Linked DNA regions of Columba livia: region 1 is linked to region 2. The links are chromatin contacts, called in public Hi-C maps. All regions are on one chromosome and are shown on one strand. Each heading gives the region's core, a stretch centred on a gene start, on an enhancer-like site or on the middle of the called end of the contact. The rest is flanking DNA. Distances are from core to core; before and after follow the strand shown. Region 1 overlaps METTL8 (methyltransferase 8, tRNA N3-cytidine). Region 2 holds the start of GORASP2 (golgi reassembly stacking protein 2).

Evidence for each region. Hi-C and Micro-C count contacts between places; a contact is called where the count stands out from the background.
Region 1: a Hi-C map of crop shows a contact between it and region 2, with 3 times the contacts expected there. The contact joins the enhancer-like site here to the promoter of GORASP2 in region 2. A contact is called at or near these places in 2 of 2 Hi-C or Micro-C datasets (crop and liver).

Annotation. Positions count from the first base shown.
Region 1 is chr7:21,633,407-21,637,220 of bColLiv1.pat.W.v2, forward strand. METTL8 (methyltransferase 8, tRNA N3-cytidine) reads right to left here. Exons shown (of 13, transcript XR_010473676.1): 4 at 799-890. Among named protein-coding and RNA genes, the nearest start is that of METTL8, 10 kb to the right of the region's middle. Within about 2 kb of position 1,640, at least 1 of the 3 cell types and tissues checked has an H3K27ac peak away from gene starts, as active enhancers do.
Region 2 is chr7:21,481,458-21,484,952 of bColLiv1.pat.W.v2, forward strand. It overlaps GORASP2 (golgi reassembly stacking protein 2), which reads left to right and starts at 1,674. Exons shown (of 10, transcript XM_065068739.1): 1 at 1,674-1,835. The coding sequence starts at 1,773.

The DNA of each region.
Region 1 (3,814 bases), core at 390-2,889, 150 kb after region 2:
AAAAAACAAATTAAGAATCCAGTCTTCTATGTTACTATCAGGTTGATACTCCAGCTTTAGCATACATAACTATCCTGGAGTTTAGTCTAGGGTTTAGTTTACCAGTTTGAACCTAGAGCTATCGTTCTTCAGAAATCCAGAATACATTGCTTCCCCTCTGAAGACACGTGTGAAGTTCCTTAACCACTTACAGAGCAGACTCTGCACGATGTATTGGAACACATTCCACACAACACGAACACGCTGCTTCCTGAAGCTCTCCCAGCTGAGGCTGGCCCAGGCAGCAAGCTGGGACCAGCTGGGACCGGTGCAACTTTCACAGCACTGAGCTGAAACATGGTGCGATGTACAAACACCAGCTCCCTAAACAATCCATAAATCGTTAAAAAGCATTTGAATACTGTACATGGGAACTTTCATCCCCAGCACCCTTGCTGGCTCCAAATTCATTCCCTTTGATGAAGTAACAGTCCTGTATAGTAGAAGTTATATTCTGCAGAAATGCAAAAGGAGCCAGAACTTGCAACTGCCCCATACTGATGAACTTGTTTTATATAGAGCCTATTGTCCACCCCAAACATAAAATTGCTAAAATAAATAACTGAATTGCTAGAAAAACACACTTTCAGACAATCTTTTGAGGAAAAAAATGAAATTAAAAAAAAAAAAAAAATCACATCAACAAAGTTAAGCAAGACAATGTAGAAATAGAGAGTCTTACTGGATTTTAAACCATCCTTAAATGCTTTAATAAATAGCACTAAAATTGGGATTTTTAAGCTATTACAAATTCGTTACCTTGGTCTTCCCATTGGACTTTCACAACTGAGTTCTCTACCACTTTTTCCCTGGCAGCCTCCTCTTCTTCTTGTGACCATTGCATGTGGTCCCTGCAAAAGGCAGTTAAAGAATCAGCCTTTAAATAGGATTTTCCATAATCTTTTTCCCAAGGGAAAACAGTCACAAATTAGCTACACTGTCTCAAACACTTTTTCTTTTTGAATGCAAGCAAATGACCACAAGGAGACCCACAGTTAAAAAACAAGTTTCAGTGTATGATAGAGAAAAACTAATTACTAGTTAGGTGAAACTCAAGTGAAACGATTAAGAAAAATCTTCCAACTGCGAAGAAGCTGGAGTAGGATGTATTTTTTTCTTAATAATAAGATTAATCTTGTAAATTAAGTGCATTTATAGGAATGTATTTTGAGTATTCCATTAAAATTTTGTTTAGCTGGATATAATAATAGACCTATCAACAAACACCCTGATGCAAGAAACTTCTCACATGACTAATGTTTACGATGAGGAACACAAGTCATTCAGCAAATGAATCAGCTGTTCCTGAAACAGGGAGCATAATCCACCTATTCAAATAGAAAGGCTCGAACTGATGAAGGGGATTTTACTTATTTGGGGAATAGAGACAGGAAACATTTATAAGAAAGAATGAGACACTCCTAAGAAAAGACAACTAATGCTGCAATGGTTCCAGACTCTGTGCTATCTACATTTGTGTAAAGTGGTTCACTCAATGTTATATTAATCCATTAAATGGTCACAGAAACAAGCCAAGATCTTACTCTGATGACTAAACTGCCTTTCCTGCAGATTTGGTGTTTGGATCAGGGCACAATGGGGAGTACCCAAAAACATGCTGCTGGCAGCTTTTAAAAGCTAATCAGCTGTCCCTACAAATCGTCCAGTCCAAACAGTTTCAGAAATCAGATTAAATTAGGTAATATAATTTAAGTACTATGTTGCATCCTAATTGTACTGAAATCAATTAAATGAAGGCCTATGACTAGAATTCCATTGGTTACTATGGGAAAAGGAATAAGGTGGCAACTTGAAGAGACTTGATTGCCTCTAAAAGCTAACGAGCATCTTCCTGTTGCATGCTTGGTGATATGTAGCTAATTCAATTCTTAGACCTTTCTTGTTCCTCTTTCGTTAATTGTGGGAGACTAATTGGTATGTATTTGTCTGCTTGCCTCAGACATGATTTCCACATGCCTACTGAAATATTTCTCATTATTGTACCCAGCAAGTTGTCTCTCCCCTTCCTGTATGTTCCTGTGCAGTGTCCAGGCTCTGACAGATGTGCTGCAGTAGAAAAGAACAGACTGACCAAACCATTCATAGGCAGTAATTTTCTTGGAAAGACTTGCTTCCCTCACCACTACGGCCGGTTTTCACAGTATCACAGTATGGTTGGGATTGGAAGGGACCTCAAGAGATCATCTAGTCTATCGCCCTGCTGGAGCAGGAACGCCTAGGTGAGGTCGCACAGGAACATGTCCAGGTGGGTTTTGAATGACTGCAGAGAAGGAGACTCCACAACCTCCCTGGGCAGCCTGTTCCAGTGCTCTGTCACCCTCACTGAGAAGAAGTTTCTTCTCAAATTTAAGTGGAACCTCTTGTGTTCCAGTCTGAACCCATTACCCCTTGTCCTATCATTGTTTGCCACCGAGAAGAGCCTGACTCCATCCTCATGGCATTCACCCTTTATATATTCATAAGCATTAATAAGGTCACCCCTCAGTCTCCTCTTCTCCAAACTAAAGAGCCCCAGCTCCCTCAGCCTTTATTCATTAGGGAGATGCTCCACTCCCTTAATCATCTTTGTTGCCCTACGCTGGACCCTCTCCAGCAGTTCCCTGTCCTTCTTGAACTGAGGGGCCCAGAACTGGACACAATATTCCAGATGTGGTCTGACCAGGGTGGAGTAGAGGGGAAGGAGGACCTCTCTCGATCTGCTAACCACCCCCCTTGTAATACACCCCAGAATGCCATTGGCCTTCCTGGCCACAAGGGCACAGTGCTGGCTCATGGTCATCCTGTTGTCCACCAGGACCCCCAGGTCCCTTTCCCCTACACTGCTCTCTAATATGTAATTTCCCAACCTATATTGGAAGGTTTTGACCTTGCCTATTCTAACAAGCTGAAACCGAGGACTATTCAGATGGCAATATCTGTCAGAAGGGCTGACTGTATCACTTGCTGTGGTATAAACTTTAGCTGATCAATTTTAATCCATCACTGTGTGTCTATCAGAGCCCTTAAGGGCTCTGCACACAAAACTACAGGTGCCTGAAGTCCTCCATCTTCATCAACAACTTTTTTTTTCCATTTGTCCCTTCTTGGAAATTCATAAAGCTGAAGAAAGATCTCTTGGCTCTTTCCTAGAAATTTCTATATGGAGCCCAAACAGCAGGACTGCAGCAGCACTTCTTGATCAAAATCTGCAGCAGAGGGGACAAGGCACAGTTCTTCTGCAAACTATTTACATAGTCCAGTTGTTTCAAATGAGGCAGCTCCTTCAGCAATGCAAGCTGGCAGGAACACAGGATACAGAAGAATTCTAAGCACAGAAGTGCTTAAACACAGAAGCGTTTTAAGCTGAACAAGGACAGCAGCAAAGCAAGCTACCCATTTTAACATGAGTAGGCCTGACATGAGATCGAGCAATGCTACTTTCAGTTCAGCTTACTCAACCCTTTCCCATTAACTTGCTTGCTAACATAGGTCTTAATTATTTCTGAAAACTAATATGTGAAAACTATCCCAATTACTAACCTGAATAGAAGCAGACTTTTTTTCCGCCAATGTTTAGCATCATTCACTACTGTCTTCTCAAAATGACAGAAAAGCACTACAGCAAATATCTAAAGCACTAGTTCCCGAATTTAATTTGCTCAGTAATCCCAGCAGCAACGGCAGCAGCTCTTGGCTCCCTGCCAATTCACACACAGGCAAAAAGAAGGATGCCACTTTATGAAGTACCAAAGATAATAAGCAGAAAACAAAAGGA
Region 2 (3,495 bases), core at 424-2,923:
GTGGTAGGTTGTCACCAACTATGGATCCTTTAGGAAGCTTTGGATAAATGGTGGTAGACCACAGCTGCTGTCCCTGGATCACACTGTGTTATACTGTTGTCTAGTGTCAACCTCTAGTAGGAAGAAAGAAGTTAATATAGCTGGGATTTTCCTCCCAAATCTCAATGGCATGTGCGTGGAAGTGTAAGATTTGCTTAAGCTGGTATAGTTTTTAGCCTTGTTTGTGTGACTTCTACTTTATCAGCTCTCCGTAACAGTTTTCTTGTACTGTATTAAGAGCACAGACATTCTTGTAATATATAGTTTATTTATGTATTATTCACTTTGCTTTCTTGATTTGTACTGCTGCCTCTGGGCATACTAGAGTTGATTTCTTCTCGTAATGTTGAGGTGAGATGCTGCAGGTATGTAAGCATGCCTGAATGAGTGTGCCAGCACAATCCAGAACTGGCCATACCTGATGAGAGCACCTGGAGAAACACAGGCTGGCTGCTTCGGTGGAAACACCTGGGCACAGGGAGGTGGCCAAGGATGAGAAGGGAGTGGGTCATCTCTGTGGGCAACATAGGGGTAAATCAAAGCACAGTGCAGAGAGGCTTACTAACCCATAAAACACTATGATAATACAGAGGGAAATGAGTCCAAAAGAAGTGAGGTATGGTTTTCTGGTCATGCTTATGCAAATTTCCTTTCTGTGCTTAGTTGAGGATCTTCAATACTGTGTTCCAGTTGCCTATCAAATGCTGTTTCTGTGTTACTGCAAATGACTGGTGAGGGCAGGACTCCTTGAAGAGATCACCTCCAGATCTGTAGTACCAGACCCAGAAGGCCCTGGTTTGCATGGGCTGTGCAAAAGCTGCATCTGGGATCTTCCAGGCACAAGAGACACTCTCAGAGATTCACAATACTCCCGAAAATCCGCCGTCCGCTTCCTCCAGCTCAGGGCTGGATTTCAGTGCTGGCTGCCTGGCAGCTCTCACCACCTCGCTCGGCACAAACAAGCCGGAGAAAGATCTCTGTCTGCTGCGTGTCAGGACATCCCGTGCGTCTGAGATAAGAATCTGCCGCGTTATCTTGCCGATGTCTGCGAGGGGGTGTGCGCCCTGGAGCAGGTTAATTCGAAATGCCGCTCCCGGCACCGGTTCTCACCCAAGCTGTTCCGTACCAACGCGTCAATGCCCCGGGTGCAGCCCGCAGGCGGTTCGAGGCGCACCCGGCAGCCCCGGTGCCTCCATGTCACGCTGGAGCCCCGGCCGGCCCCGTCCCGCGGCCGGAACAGCGCTCGGGGCTCGCTGCTGCTCCAGGCGTTCATCGGCTGCACACGGAGCGGTGACACTAGAGTCGCCAGCAGAAGGTACGGCCTGTCCCAGCTTGCCCTCTCTGTGTTCTGTGCACCTATTTACGGTACATTATTAATATAATTAATGCTAATGTACATTAATTAACTATACCTACCTGGCACCGCCGGCGCCTCCCGAACGCCAGGGACGCTCTCCCGCCCCGCGCCTGCAGAGCCGTTCTTGGCCGCCAGGTGGCGCCGTCGCACCAGAGACGAGAGGGAGGCGCGTGGTCCATCGCGGCCACCGTACGGCCGCCGCCTCCTCTCGGCGGCGGGGCTGCCCGGCAGGGGGCGCTGCAGCCGGAGCCGGCGGCCCGTCCTCCCGGCATGCCCCGCGCGCGGCCCGTGCCCGCCCCTGCCGAGCCGCGGAGGGGGCGGGGCGGGGAGTGCCACGTCCTGCGCCGGGGCTTTGTGCGGAGCCGCGCCGCCCGCCATGGGCGCCTCGCAGAGCGTCGAGATCCCCGGCGGGGGCACCGAGGGCTACCACGTCCTGCGGGTGAGGGCGGCGGGGAGGCGGGCGCGCCGCTCGGGTGACTGTTGGGCCGGCGGCGGCCCTTGGGCCCGGCGGCCTCTCCCTGCGCGGGTCCGCGCTCTTGCGGCCCGAAGGCTCCCGCGCGGAGGCGGCGGGACTCCCCGCGGCATGCCCGCGTCAGCGGGGAGGTGCGCGGCGGTCCGCGCTGCCGGCTGCCCTTCCTGGCGGGGCGGGGAGGCGGATGGCCCGTTCCCCGGCGCCCCGTCAGCAGGCTCGGCTCCGCGCTGCCGCTCCCGGGGCTTCGCCTCAGCCGCGCGGAGCTGCCCGGGGCCTGCGTCCGGCCCGGCCCGCCGCGGCAGCTCCGAGCCGCCTCTCCCCGGCTGGAGGGACCCGGTGGCCGGGCTGTGCTGTCGGGTCACGCCGTCTGTGGTCCGGCTGGTGAACAGGCGGGCAGGCGCGGTGCGTGGGAGGTGCTGCTGCTTTTTGGGCAGCATTTTAGGGCAGGGCTGCTTCTCCTCGCTAGAAAATGCTGTTCGCACGCTGGCTCGTACGCGTTCAAACTGCAGTTTCAGAGCTGCGCCCTTTGGGTGTCTGGCTACGGTAACACGTAGGGCGTTTTATCTTGATCGCAGCGTCGCGATTTGCACGGTAGCTGCTTCAGCCCTCAGCAGGAGTTCCAGAGGCATTTAAATGACAAGCGGCACACCTGCCAGAGCTGCATTCACAGTGGAGGCGGGGTTGCTATTTTTCATAGGTACATAGTTTCTGTTCGTGCTGTGGCTACAAAACTTTGGGTTTGTGTGCAACAAAATATTTTGGTAGGCTGCATTTAAAGGTCTTGTGAGCAGCCTTTTGGAAGTCCGTTCTTTAGCGTGTGTTTCACACAGAATCACAAGATGTTAGAGACTGAGCAGAGCGGTACCTGGGCTGTGTCCTTGGATCTAACGCGCTGGGTGATACAGTGACTCTGCTGGAGCTGCTGACAGCCATACCCACAGCAAAACCTCTTGCCACTGTAGCTACAGCCTGGCTACCCTGACTGCACCCTGCCGGGCTGCTTTGCTGTTGGCATCGGACCTTCGCAGGTCAGCTCTCTGTCTAGAGCTGGCCCCACACTTTGGACACGTGAAAGAGCACAAGACCTCAGCTCACAGGAATTAGTACTTCATCAGTCCAGCTTGCTAGTAGAGAGCTACAACTATATGGACAATACCATGATGAAAAAAAGAACAGAGATCATTTTTCAGGTGTTAAAAATGCTGCATAGTGCTTTTGAGAATCAAACATTGATGCTTTGATCAAATCCAAACATTCCTCTGTCAAAATTTGCATATAGGCGAAAGTCATGGTGGTCTTTGCTCCTGGTGTTAGAGAAGCTGGACACAAATGCTCTGCCTGTCTGCATGCACTGACCTTTGGTGGAACTTGGGGTCAAGCAATACTGCTATTTTCTTCTCATTTATTCTCAGGTAGACTTTCTTTCTGAGCTCAGTATTTTGATCAGATAAATGAGAACGGTAAAAAGAAAATGGCAGTAGTCTTTCTGTGTTACAGATCTAATTCAGATAAGGTCAGATATATTTGATAATACGAAACTTCTGTAAATAACATATATTTCATTAAGTTGTTGGAAAACTAGAGAAACATCAGAAAATCTTTTCAATTATTGAAATAATTTGTTTGG